Regions from separate parts of the Rattus norvegicus genome. Here all the other regions are linked to region 2. Evidence: chromatin contacts called from public Hi-C and HiChIP or PLAC-seq data. All regions are on one chromosome and are shown on one strand. Each heading gives the region's core, a stretch centred on a gene start, on an enhancer-like site or on the middle of the called end of the contact. The rest is flanking DNA. Distances are from core to core; before and after follow the strand shown.

Region 1 (3,835 bases), core at 438-2,937, 300 kb before region 2:
AAGTAACACACATACACAGAGAGAGACTAACCATGGAAAGAAATGATCCAGTCTCTCCAGCTTATACTGCCCTGTGAGGTGACAGTGTTTTCCTAATACTCTTCATGGTCCAGTTCCCACTGCTACAAATGCTAAGAGAGCTTGGGTAGTTATTAATTTGGCTATTAATCAAGGTGGCAAGAGGTGAGGTACGAATCTGGACTTGGGTTTGCCTGATGTGAAACCCCGCTGCCGAACGCCGTGCGAGTAGAACGCTTCACACAGCTGAATAGGACACTGGATTTGCAAGGTGTCTTTCTGGTCCAAAGCATACCAAAAAGCCCGTTTGAGGTGGATGCAGCTTCTGTGAGCCACAGTGTTAGACACACTTAGGGGAGTTGACAGAGGTTGACTTAAGAGGCCGAGCTATGTGTGTGTGGTCACAGGCAACATTTCTTTTTCATATTTGTGGTGCAAAACATAACCAGAAGAACAAACTCCATCCCTTCCTCTTCCAAAGGCACCAAGAGCATGGATTTCTGGTGTTAGAAAATCTCCATCTCAAACACCAGGGCTCCTGAAAACATATAATAAAGACCGGACATGAGGTAGATTTCATGTACTAGACACAGATTGCTCAGAACGTGGCATTAATAATATATGGGCCACGTCTATTTTTACAGGTAATTTCTGTGCACATTTTCAGTTTGTCTCATAGTGTTTACACATTATCTCAGCCAACACTGCAGGGTTAAGAAAGGAAAGAGAAACTCATTCCCCCCCCCCCCGCCCCGCTCCCCACATACTTAAAAACAAACAAGAAGCAAAAGCAGGGATTTCTTTCTTCCCTTGCTTTCTTATTGTTTGTTGAGACACGTTTTCTCTGTGAAACCCTGGCTGTCCTGGAACTCCCTCTGTAGACCAGACTGGCCCCGAACTCCGGAGATCCACCAGCCTCTGACTCCTGAGTGCTAGTACTAAAGGTATGTGCCACCACCACTCTTTAGCACACGGTCTGCATCCTGACTTCAAGTCTGGTGGACCGCTTTGAAAGTCCTTCCATCTGCTTTATTTTGCAGATCTAAGGAACTCGGGCACTGAGAGGCTCAGAGACTTGCGAGACACACAAGGCAACGTCAGTCAGTCTACGGTCCTCAAAAATCCTCTTTATAGAAACGTCACACTTGTGTTTAAACCGTGAAATCACAGCCTGATCACATCCCCCAAACCCAGTCAGGAAGCCAGGAAGATGGGGTCCTCCAGGTTCCGGGAATCCTGTCTGTCTCTGGCTCGCTCAACAAAGGGTAAAATTCTCTTCTGGGGTTCTGGATTTTCACCGACAGATCTCTCCGAAAACCTCTGTACTGTTAAGGTAGCAAAGGACCAAGGCCAAATGACGCTGAGACAGTCTCAGCCTGGGTCCGAGGGTCCAGAGGTCGCTAAAGAACGCGTGCTGCAAAGGCGCACAGCACCTTCGGCCCCGGCCCCCCAGCCGCCGCTGCCTCCCCTCCCCCATTCCCCTTTCTCTTTCTTTCTTCTGGGTCGCTCGCCCCACCCCGCGGTTCCTCACGGCTCCTGGGCCAATGGTCTCAGGGCCCCGGTGCACAGCAACTGATGGGCACGGGGTTCCAGGCCTAGGCCAGCCAATCAGGGCGCCTGGGGGCGGGCACAAGCTGCCAATAAAAAGTACTGAGCAGCCCGCAACCCTGCACAGCCGAGAATGGGAGTAGGGCGGAGTGTTTGAGCAGCACACCCATTTCCTCTCCGCTCTTCGTCTCGTTCTCGTGGCCTGTCCACCCATCCATCATCCTGCCGGCCACCGCTCTGGTAAGCGCACGGAGGGTCCAGGGGTGCACAGCCACCCGGGCTGTGGCGTCGCACTCTACATCCCAGCTCCAGTCTGTTGCTGCTTGGCGCGGGATGCAGCGTTCGTGCCTCCCGCGTGCTTGTAGCGTGCGGCTCGGGCCGGCTCTGTTTGGCGTTCCTAGGGCGCGCTGTGAGCCAGGCTCCGGGAAGGGCGGGGTTGCGGGTTGTTATGATCTGTTTTTTACTTGAGGCGGGAGGCGCCGCCCCGGAGGCGGGCGTCCTGGGTTGGCTACCAAGCCGAGATCCGGGGCGACTCGGTGGTCCCAGCGGGAGTGCGCTCTTCTTGCCTTAAGTGGGCGCCGGCGCCTTGATCCTCTCTGGGCGGCGCGATTGGGTGAGTTGTCACGCTGTGGGTGGTCTGGTTGAGGCTGGTGGTCGTTAGCTTTGGTGGCACCACTCGCCAGCACGCAACGCCTTTACCGTATGACCGAACAATGGAGAGCCGGGACCCCGGAGTGGCCGGAGGGCTCTGCAGTGGAGAGGCGGGGCCGGGCGGAGGCAGCAGCAGCACGCTGTGCCTCCCGCCGTCGCTCCACTCTCGCCGTCCGGCCTCTGTCCTCGCCGGGGTATGGCCCCTTGGGAGAGGCCTTGAGATCTGCGGGGGTCCGAGAGTCGGGGCGCCGACTTTCCGGTTATTTTAGTGGGAAGGGCTGCTTCTCAAAGTGGATTACCCCAACTCCTCCGGGGGCGGGAAGCGGGGATCCTCCCCCAACCGCAAATACTCAAAGAAAGCACCGGCTGAAGACATAGACGATGGAGAGTCTCGGTTCTCAGAGTCCCCTTCTAATACCTTCGGCTTCGTTGCCTACTCTGTGAACAACGGGGAGAAGTCGAGGGCTAAGGTTAAATCCCACCAGCCTACTTATTCCAGCACCTCCCACTCCGAACGATCTGGGTCCCCCATCCCATCGCCCTCACCCAGAAAGCAGCGTTGCTTAGACCAGCGAGAAATGGAGCTGGAGGAGAGGAACGAACACTACTCTAAAAAGAGGAGGATTAGAGAGTACAACCTCAATGTATTTGATTCACATTGGCTGGGGTGAGTAAAAAGGCAGGGAGAAGGACCCGGGTGCATCTGGCAACAAGCAGAAACTACTCAGAATCTTAAGAACCCGTTCCACTTTGCACCACAGGGACACTAGTTGGTGCTAGGTACACTAGGCTGCTGGTACCCAACTGGTTTCCAGGAACAGAGGAGGAACCCAGGTTCACCTAAAGATTGTTAAATGCTGGATGTGTAAGCCACAGGAGAGGCAAGCCGAGAGAGAATTGGGTGGTGTAAGTTGAAGCCATCTGGAATTACAGTCCAGGCCTCGGAGTGGTGTAGGTAGAGGTTCTGGTTCTGTGTAGAAATCCACCGCAGAGATTCATCTGTTCCCCAGGGAAAGGGTTAGGCTTTTGGAGGGAGAAGCACTTGTTTTCACTTGGGCAAACATGGACAGTTGCCCGTAGAAACTTTGCCACTGTACTTCAGAAAGTTGCCCAAGTCGCTGGGAGGAGAACAATATGTTCCCTTTCCATCTATCCTGGGTGATTAGGGAGGGGGATGTTTCCTCTTGGGTTGAGGCTGGTTTTGCAGGCTCTGATTCATAGAGGATCTTGTCCCCTGCTCCTGTGACTTGTAATCTTGTGCCCCCGGGGTCTTTATTAGAGGTGGGATTTTTTTCTACTCACCAGAAAATATCATCTGGTGGGATCTTCTCAAATACTGTAATTTTCGCATTGAAATCTGTCTCTGGAGGAAGGACTTTTCATCCCAGTAATGAAGTCAGCCATTGAGGCCTGGTGTAGAGGGGAATACCTTTAATCCCAGTTCTCAGGAGACCGGTAGATTGTCTGATTTCAGGAAATCTTGGTCTTCATAATGAGTACCAGGACAGAGAGGGCTTGTAGAGAATTCCGTCCCCCCCCCCCCAAAATCAGCAGTGTACTCGTTCAAGTATGGCTTTTACTTTTCACCACATTAGTGGTGGCATTTAATACAGGGTTG
Region 2 (3,630 bases), core at 27-2,526:
GTGAGGTGAGAACACTTGTGAGGTGTCACTCCTGGGTTCAGAGGTCACGTTCGCATGGTGCTATGCTACCGGGATCTTCCACCCAAGAGGTCCACTGTGTGGACCCGGGCAGGGGATGTGGTCGGTAGACACCCTCTGCTCCTTTCAAGGCTTGCCTCAACTCAGAGAGGTGTCTTCCAGGATCGCATTCTCTGTATCCTCCCTGTCTCTCCTGACTTGCATTCTGGAACATTCTCACCTCTCAGACTATGCCGAGCCCTCTTGCCAGCAGCCTTTTTGCTATAAAACTTCCTGCTAGGGCTGTCTGAGGCTTATCCTGCTAACCTTCTGCCCACATCCCACCCACTTTCTTTCCTTCAGAAGCACTGGTCTCTCACTGACACCTTGTGCCCAAACTCTGTATTTTTGACTGCTTCCTATGACGTTTTTAACCAGAGACAGAAGTCTGCCTCTCCAACACAGTAGATGCTACGGTGCCATTACTGTGGGGCCTACTCGCTGTGACCATCAATCAAGGCCAACACTGTTGGTCTAGTGAACATCCAAACTAGAAAAAGGACTGGCCAGGTGTATTCTGCTAGCAATAGAACACAGTAGAACGCATGTGGCCGGACATTACTTTTAGTTTGGGGGCCATATGTGGAGAGTCCCACAAACACCATTAACTGCTGAGTGGAGTCTCGGCATAGATGGCAATGGGTCTGTCTGTCTCTCTGTCTCTCCCTCCTCCCTCCCTCCCCCGTCTCTTTCTTTCTTCTTTTTTCTTTCCTTATCCATGGTGCTTCATGTGTGCTCTCCAGTGCCACAAAGCTGTTACTTATTGAGCGTTTGCCCTGTACCGAGCAAGCTCACTGCTGTGCCGTGAGGCTGGATGTGGCCTCAGTTCACCCTAGCCGGGAAAACCCACATGTTCAGAGAAGTCCAACATCAGAAAAGGAAATTTCTTTCAAGAAACCTGGCTTTATACCCACAGCCAGAGCGGGCTGAAGAGAGGCCCTCTCCGGTAACGTGCCGCACGCAGCGGTTGAGAGAGGAAGAAGGGGGGGGGGTGTGTTTTTTATGGAAACCTCAGTCGCCTGCCTCTCCTTCTCTTCTGTGAATTGCTTCTGTGTTCAGGCAGTCGACTTAGACAGCTGTGAGGAGAGGCATGTGGGCGTGATGGGGGCCTTGGAAAGAAAAGGCCCCTTGTACCCTTGCCAGTGTCTGTAGGTGGTGTGACCTGGGAAGACTGAAAAGCCAGGAGATTTCTCAGCTGTGGTGCCAGAAGCCAGAATCCCAGGGGTGGTGTTCTTGTGTGCCACAGGGGGAGCCCGAGTATCGGGAGTCAGGAGGTGCCAGGCTGGTCTGGCGAGAAAATCCTGCTCTTGGAGGAAGGTGAATGAGAACCAGAAAAGATGCGGAGGAATTTGAGAGCAGGGAGACAAATGTCCTCGTCTGTGCCCCACCCCCACCCCCCAAATTCATTCTTTAAAAGCCAGTGCAAAAGCCTTCTCTTATGGGAAGACTCCCAAAGCTCAGGCAAAGCCAGCTATTCCTCTGTCTTTACCGTCTACTGTGTTACGTTTATGTGGCAGTGCCTGCAGGTGGCTCTGAGTTTTCCAGCAGGCAAACCTTGCAGAGCAAGACATGACCCGGCACCTCCACGTGCCAGCCTGGTATCTGGCTTCTCCTTGGTGCAGACGTGACTCATGCTTCAGAATCTTCGGGAACTGGTTGAAATGTAGATTCTAGGTGATAGGTGGACCTAGTGAACCTCCAATTATCATAATTAGTCACTCCCGTTATACTTCTGTGCAGCAGGGTTGACAGAGTTGATTTTTCAAGCGCTCTTGTTTTTAAATTAATTTATTAATTCATAATTTCATAGATGTATATAATATAGCACATTCAGGTCTCCCTCATCTCTTTCCTTAATTCCCTCCTCCCTCCATTTTCCTAGGATCCCCCTCCCCCATCTTCAAGGTTCTATCCTACTTTCATGCTTTTTGTTTGTTTGTTGTTTTTGTGCTATGACCCATTGAGTTTAGCCAGGGCCACTGCCATGGGCATGGATTCGAAGCTATCCACTGGTTCCTGAGTAACTCACTGGTGGATACATGGCTAAAAACAACGACACTCCCTAAGTATCCCCAGATGCCATGAGCTCCCCTGGAAGGATGGAGGACCCATGAGACCCTCCCCATTTATGAACTTTTTATGTGCTTTATTTTGTGCAGGCTTACAGAGGAACCACTGCGTCCTGTCAGTTCAGGAGTGCCTTGGCCATGATGTGCCCATAAGAGAGTTTCACTGCCCTCAGCCCCACCTTTGACTTCTTACAGCCTTTCTACCCTCTTTGACTTGATGTTCTTTGAGCCATGGAAGAGTGGTATATAGTCTTGTTTAAGGCTCAGTAATCTATAGTCATTTGCTCTCTGTGCCTTTACCAAACATGACTCTACGTTAGCCACTGTTTGCTGCCAGGTCCACAGCTGGGGAAGGCCATTGCTGCATTTTTTCTCCCTGTTAACTTCCAGTACCATGAAGGCTGTTGAGCTGGAAGGAAACTTCCGGTTTAGTTACAGCATGGTTTCTCCGTATTCTGTAACTAATGTCTGTGGTACCTTCAGCAACATGACCAGTGGGCATCCGAAGGTGATGGCCAAAATCTGTATGGTTTGGGGGACCACCAAGGCCTCAAATGCCTTTTGACCATAAATCACACCAACCCCAGAATATAAAGTGCAGGTTTCATTATATCTTAGGGTTTCTATTGCTGTGATAAAACTCCATGACCAAAAGAACTGTGGAGAAAAGGATTTAGTTCAGTGTACAGTTCCATATCATAGTCCATCACAGAAGGAAGTTAGGCAGGAACCCAGAGGCAGGAATCTAGAGATAGGAACTGAGCCGAAGCCATGAAGGAATGTTGCCAATTGGTTTGTTCCTTATGGCTTGCTCAGGCTTACTCTGCCTGATTCTTTGTTTATATTTTGTTTTGTTTCTGGAGATGGAGTCTCTCTATGTAGCCTTGGGCCGCCAGGTTGGAGCTCACTGGGAGACCAGGTCAGCCTTTAACTCATAGAGATCCTGCTGCCAGCTGGGCTCTGGAATTAAATGCGTATGCTAACATGCCCAGTTTCAGCTTTCTTCCTTTCTTTCGTTCTTTCTTTCCTTTCAGCTTTTTATTGATTTCTTGTGCTTTTCCCTTCATGCATTCCAATCCCACTCCTCTCCCCATCACTTTGTATCCACCCTCCACCCAAGGAGTCATTGGTTTGTTTCGGAGCCTCTGGTTTCTGCTACACTATAAATACAGGGTCCTCACAGGTACTCCTCTCTGATATATTCTTGTTGCTCTGTGTCATGGAGATCTTGCAGCATTGGATCTGCAGGACCAGGTCTTTTGCTTGATGATGTAAATGTTGGGATGGGCCAACTCAAAGTTATCGATCTGGGTATGGGAGGTAGCTGAGTTGGTCAGCCCACCAGCTATCCTGGGCTCACATCACCAGGGCAAGCTCTCCAGCACTGCCCCAGCTAGCTCATCTGATGCAACAGCTGGCAAGGAGCAGGGGCCACCTCTGCTGTCATGCCCTCAGGGCCTCACTAGCACCCGTGCCACCAGGGTCAGCTCTACTGTGCTGTCCT
Region 3 (3,882 bases), core at 555-3,054, 440 kb before region 2:
CTGTGTCTGGGTTGATTCCAATATGGGTGAGAGTGCCGGTGAGACTAGAGTTTGATCCATCCGTGTCACATGAAGAACGGCTGTGCCCTGGTCAACACCCACATCTATGCCTGGCAGCTGTGTGATAAACGTGTGTCTGTGGGTATGAGGAACACCAGGCAAAGCAAAACCTTCAACTCGGCTCAGCACCTCTCCCTCAGATCCAGAAGGTACGCCTGGTAGGCTGGCTGACTGCTCCGTGTGGATGAAGCTGCTCAGCAAGGCATCCGCCCACAGATTGCCTACGCACCACTGCCCAGCACCGTGCAGCCTAGCCCTGGGGCTGTGTGGTACGAAGCCCTCAAGAGCTGAGCTTAGCAAGATGGGCATGTGGATTTGGTGTTCACTGTATCTGACATAGAAGTGTGCCAGGGAATGGGCCGGTCCCCTTTTGCCTTGGTTCTGCATTGAGAACGTGGGAGTTTGGGAACGGTTTCAAATGGTTCTTTAGCATGCACCAGGTTGACACACTAGGTCACACGTCATAGGGCCTGGCTCAGCGAGGGGAGTCCTCAACCTGAACGGTTGTCCCAGATGTTTGGTTTTGGACTGGGCTGGATGGGTAAACCCCTTTACATATCAAAGCAGACTTGGACTCTAAGTTCTCCCAGCATCCTTCAGTCTTTACCTCAACCTTGAACTTTCCGACCCAGGGGCTGGGCAGCTCTTTCCCAGTGGCTCTTCTCTGTATAACCCAGGCATTTTGGTGTCTTCTCCCCCCTCCCCCATGAACGGATATTCTCAAGTGCCCTTTCTCTGTCCACCCCCAACCTGTTCTCCATGGTGATTCCCCTGGCTTCAATCCTTGGGGCCAGTGAACTCACCCGGAGAGAGTGGCTTCTAAACCCTAGACCCAAAGAAATGGAAGCATTTGGAAAGATAAAGCCTTTAAGGTCTCTCATAATTACACAGCAGAAACATGATTTGAAGCTCCCTAAATATCTACCCCTTAACCTCACTGCTGCTTCTTAGCAGCAGTCTCAAAGGGAGCTACTGAGGGACAGCAGGGAAGACTATGGCGCCTACAAGGGATGGTGTGGAGCTGAACAGTTGCTTAGCTTCAGGATGACTTACCAGTTACAGAGCTGTTTCTGTTGTTTTCCAGTGGGAGCAACGCCGGTACATTCAAAGCTGAACTGAAGCACCAAGACTTACCCTCTAACTACAGAGCGCGGAGCAATGCGGCTTTTTAAGCATCGTTGCAAAGATTTCTGCTATAATTGTGTTAAGTAAATGTTTCCGCACGTGTCTGCTGATCTTGGCCAAGTCTTTAGTTTAATGATCCTCTGATCCTTCATCACCTGCGGCGCCCATGGAACCGTACCTGTTCTGACCTGAGAGAGCGCAGGATAATGGTGATGTACTTTTTCTTGGAATGAACCCCCGTGTACTTGTCCTCCGGGTGCGTGCACTCGCCACCCATACAAAACCCCTCCTGTCATTTTAAATTGTTTTCCTGCTTTTACTAGAGGTCGGCGGGGTTTGTTTGTTTGTTTTGTTGTTGTTTTCCTGACAAGTTGTGGGCATATGTCTGGTCTTCAAGCCTTCCTCCTCTCTTGGCCCCCCAAGTCTCTGACCTCGGAGGTGGGGACAGCCCGGTGAGCTCTGGAGGAGGTCCTGGGGGCTGCCAGTCACGCCCCACCCCATCTGGCTCCCCGCCCCGCCTCCTCCCTCGCTACGCTCAGCCCCTCTCTCTTATTGGTCGGCGACGCTCGGCCCCTCCCCGCCCCCAGGGGATAAAAGACTTAGTAGCCACGGGCCGGGCGCGTGCTGCTCTCCCGACCCCATCAGCGCAGGTCAGAACTTGCTACAGCCTCGCTTTTCTCTCTTCGCCCTCCGGTCCGTCACCATCCTCCCCACGACGTGCTGCCCTGAGCCCGCAACCATGTGCCGCACCCTGGCCACCTTCCCTAACACCTGCCTGGAAAGGTAAGAGAATTGTTTTTAGCGGTCCGGACGACAAAGTCCGGAATCCACCAACGCTCAGCCTTGGGAACGCGGGGAAACGGGGACAGCGAGGCGGGACTGCAGTGCCATAAAGACCCCAAAGTGTTAAGAGCTATCAGGGCATAGCCTTTTTATGGACTAGAACTCCAAGACACCAATGAGAGAAGGGCTTAGGGCCTTGGGAATGGCCGAGTGTCCCCAAGTTTCTTGAGACTGAACTTTGGGGTGATGGAGTTAGTTCTTGTGGGACGCCCCCACCCCGCACCCTCCCACCCCGGCCCAAACGTCCCTGTGCTGGCAGAGCAAACAGAATCCTTACATGCTGTTGTTGTCTTTCAGAGCCAAAGAGTTCAAGACACGCCTGGGGATCTTTCTTCATAAATCAGAGCTAAGCTCGGATACTGGGGGTAACGGCAAATTCGAGTGGGCCAGTAAGCTTAGCAAAGAGAGGTAAGTTCTATGGTCTGACCAGTCCAAGGGTTCGGGGGTCGGGGGTGGGGTGTGGGGTGGGGGAGGCCTGAGAGGGAAAATAGCAGACGAGCTAGGTGGCCCTAAGCCTCTCTGGAGATTTTAGTGAGACTTTACTGCTGTGCTGTAGCCGCGGAGCTCCATTGTGGAGGTGGTACAGTCTGGTACAGTCCAGGTTTTGCTAACCCCAGCAGATGTGTGCCAGCAGGACATGCACTCCTGTTTATCTCAAGATGTCAGAACACTCGGATACAGGGCTAGGGCAGGGTCTGCTCCCGTCTAGTGAGCATCTTGCCCAGATGCCAGGTGTTATGCTGGGCTTTGGGGTCGCAGGTAGCTAGGCTCTCCCAGCCTCCTGCTTCACTGGAGAGGTGTGCAAACCAAAGTTGAGAGTCTTGGGAGTAGAATCCATTTGCTTACAGAAGAGGGGGTGTTAGGGATACTGGCTGAGGGACTAAAGGGTTGCTGAATGTCCAGATGCCCCTTATATAACTCGCTGCTTGTTTCACGGGAGTTTGAGGGGTTTGTTTTGACAACCAACAACTTCACCCTAGGATGTGTGCTATGCTCTTGTTTGTTGTTGGTTTTTTTTTTTTTAATGAATTTAAAAATCTCTGCTTCCCCCCTTCCTCCCCCCCTGACAGAAGTTTCTCAGAAGATGTATTGGGATGGAGAGAGTCTTTCCAGTCACTGCTGAACAGTAAAAGTAAGTAGGACCCTGTTGTCTGTCTGTGAAAGGCACGTGCGGGCTCATGTGCTTGGAGCTTGTCCCAGCGCTGCTGAAAAAAACACGGGGCTAAATAATAGTAGTAGTAATAATAATCCCGGTCCCCCAGTGTGCCAGCCTCTGTTCGGAACACAAAGGCAGAGCCTTGTTCAGGAAAATGACATTCTAAAAATAGAGCCATTAACGCCAATTGCTGTCTTTTCTTCCCAGCTGTCCTCTAAGTCTGACCTGTCTCTCCTTTCTCCCTTACCACCAGATGGGGTGGCCGCCTTCCACGCCTTCCTAAAGACGGAGTTCAGTGAGGAGAACCTGGAGTTCTGGCTGGCCTGCGAGGAGTTCAAGAAGATCCGATCAGCCACCAAACTGGCCTCCAGGGCCCACCACATCTTTGATGAGTACATTCGCAGTGAAGCCCCTAAAGAGGTCAGCGTCCCAGCACCAGCTGTAACTCCTCCAGACCCTGTCTGCCTCTTCCCAACTGAGAACTGGGGTCAGCGAGGGAAGGATTAGGTTTAGAGTACAGCAGTCTTCATGGTTACAAAAGGGTAGGGAGTCAGTGGCCAGACAGGAAACTTTGTGACCCAAGGTGGCACAGCATAGGGCAGTGAGATTAATTTTTTTTTTTGTCTTCTCTCCATACCCACATTTGTAAATTAGTTATGTTTCTTAAAAGCCTCAGCACATGAAGTACCGAGGAACAG

What was found. A called contact is a pair of places that touch in the nucleus more often than the background predicts. HiChIP or PLAC-seq counts read pairs in DNA pulled down with a chosen protein or histone mark.
Region 1: an H3K27ac HiChIP or PLAC-seq map of oligodendrocytes shows a contact between it and region 2, with 8 times the contacts expected there. The contact joins the promoter of Glul here to the enhancer-like site in region 2. A contact is called at or near these places in 11 of 12 Hi-C or Micro-C datasets (the A7r5 cell line, the Rat2 cell line, Schwann cells and 6 more) and 1 of 1 datasets of contacts at active chromatin or transcription factors (oligodendrocytes).
Region 3: a Hi-C map of prefrontal cortex shows a contact between it and region 2, with 3 times the contacts expected there. The contact joins the promoter of Rgs16 here to the enhancer-like site in region 2. A contact is called at or near these places in 7 of 12 Hi-C or Micro-C datasets (the A7r5 cell line, the Rat2 cell line, Schwann cells and 4 more).

The regions. Positions count from the first base shown.
Region 1 is chr13:68,574,379-68,578,213 of GRCr8, forward strand. Glul (glutamate-ammonia ligase) reads left to right here and starts at 1,688. Exons shown (of 7, transcript NM_017073.4): 1 at 1,688-1,806.
Region 2 is chr13:68,879,350-68,882,979 of GRCr8, forward strand. No RefSeq gene overlaps it. Among named protein-coding and RNA genes, the nearest start is that of Zfp648, 6.3 kb to the right of the region's middle. Within about 2 kb of position 1,277, at least 28 of the 93 cell types and tissues checked have an H3K27ac peak or open chromatin away from gene starts, as enhancers often do. A contact at or near this core is called in Schwann cells and prefrontal cortex, where this site is marked.
Region 3 is chr13:68,436,316-68,440,197 of GRCr8, forward strand. It overlaps Rgs16 (regulator of G-protein signaling 16), which reads left to right and starts at 1,805. Exons shown (of 5, transcript NM_001077589.2): 1 at 1,805-1,968; 2 at 2,326-2,436; 3 at 3,099-3,160; 4 at 3,438-3,604. The coding sequence starts at 1,925.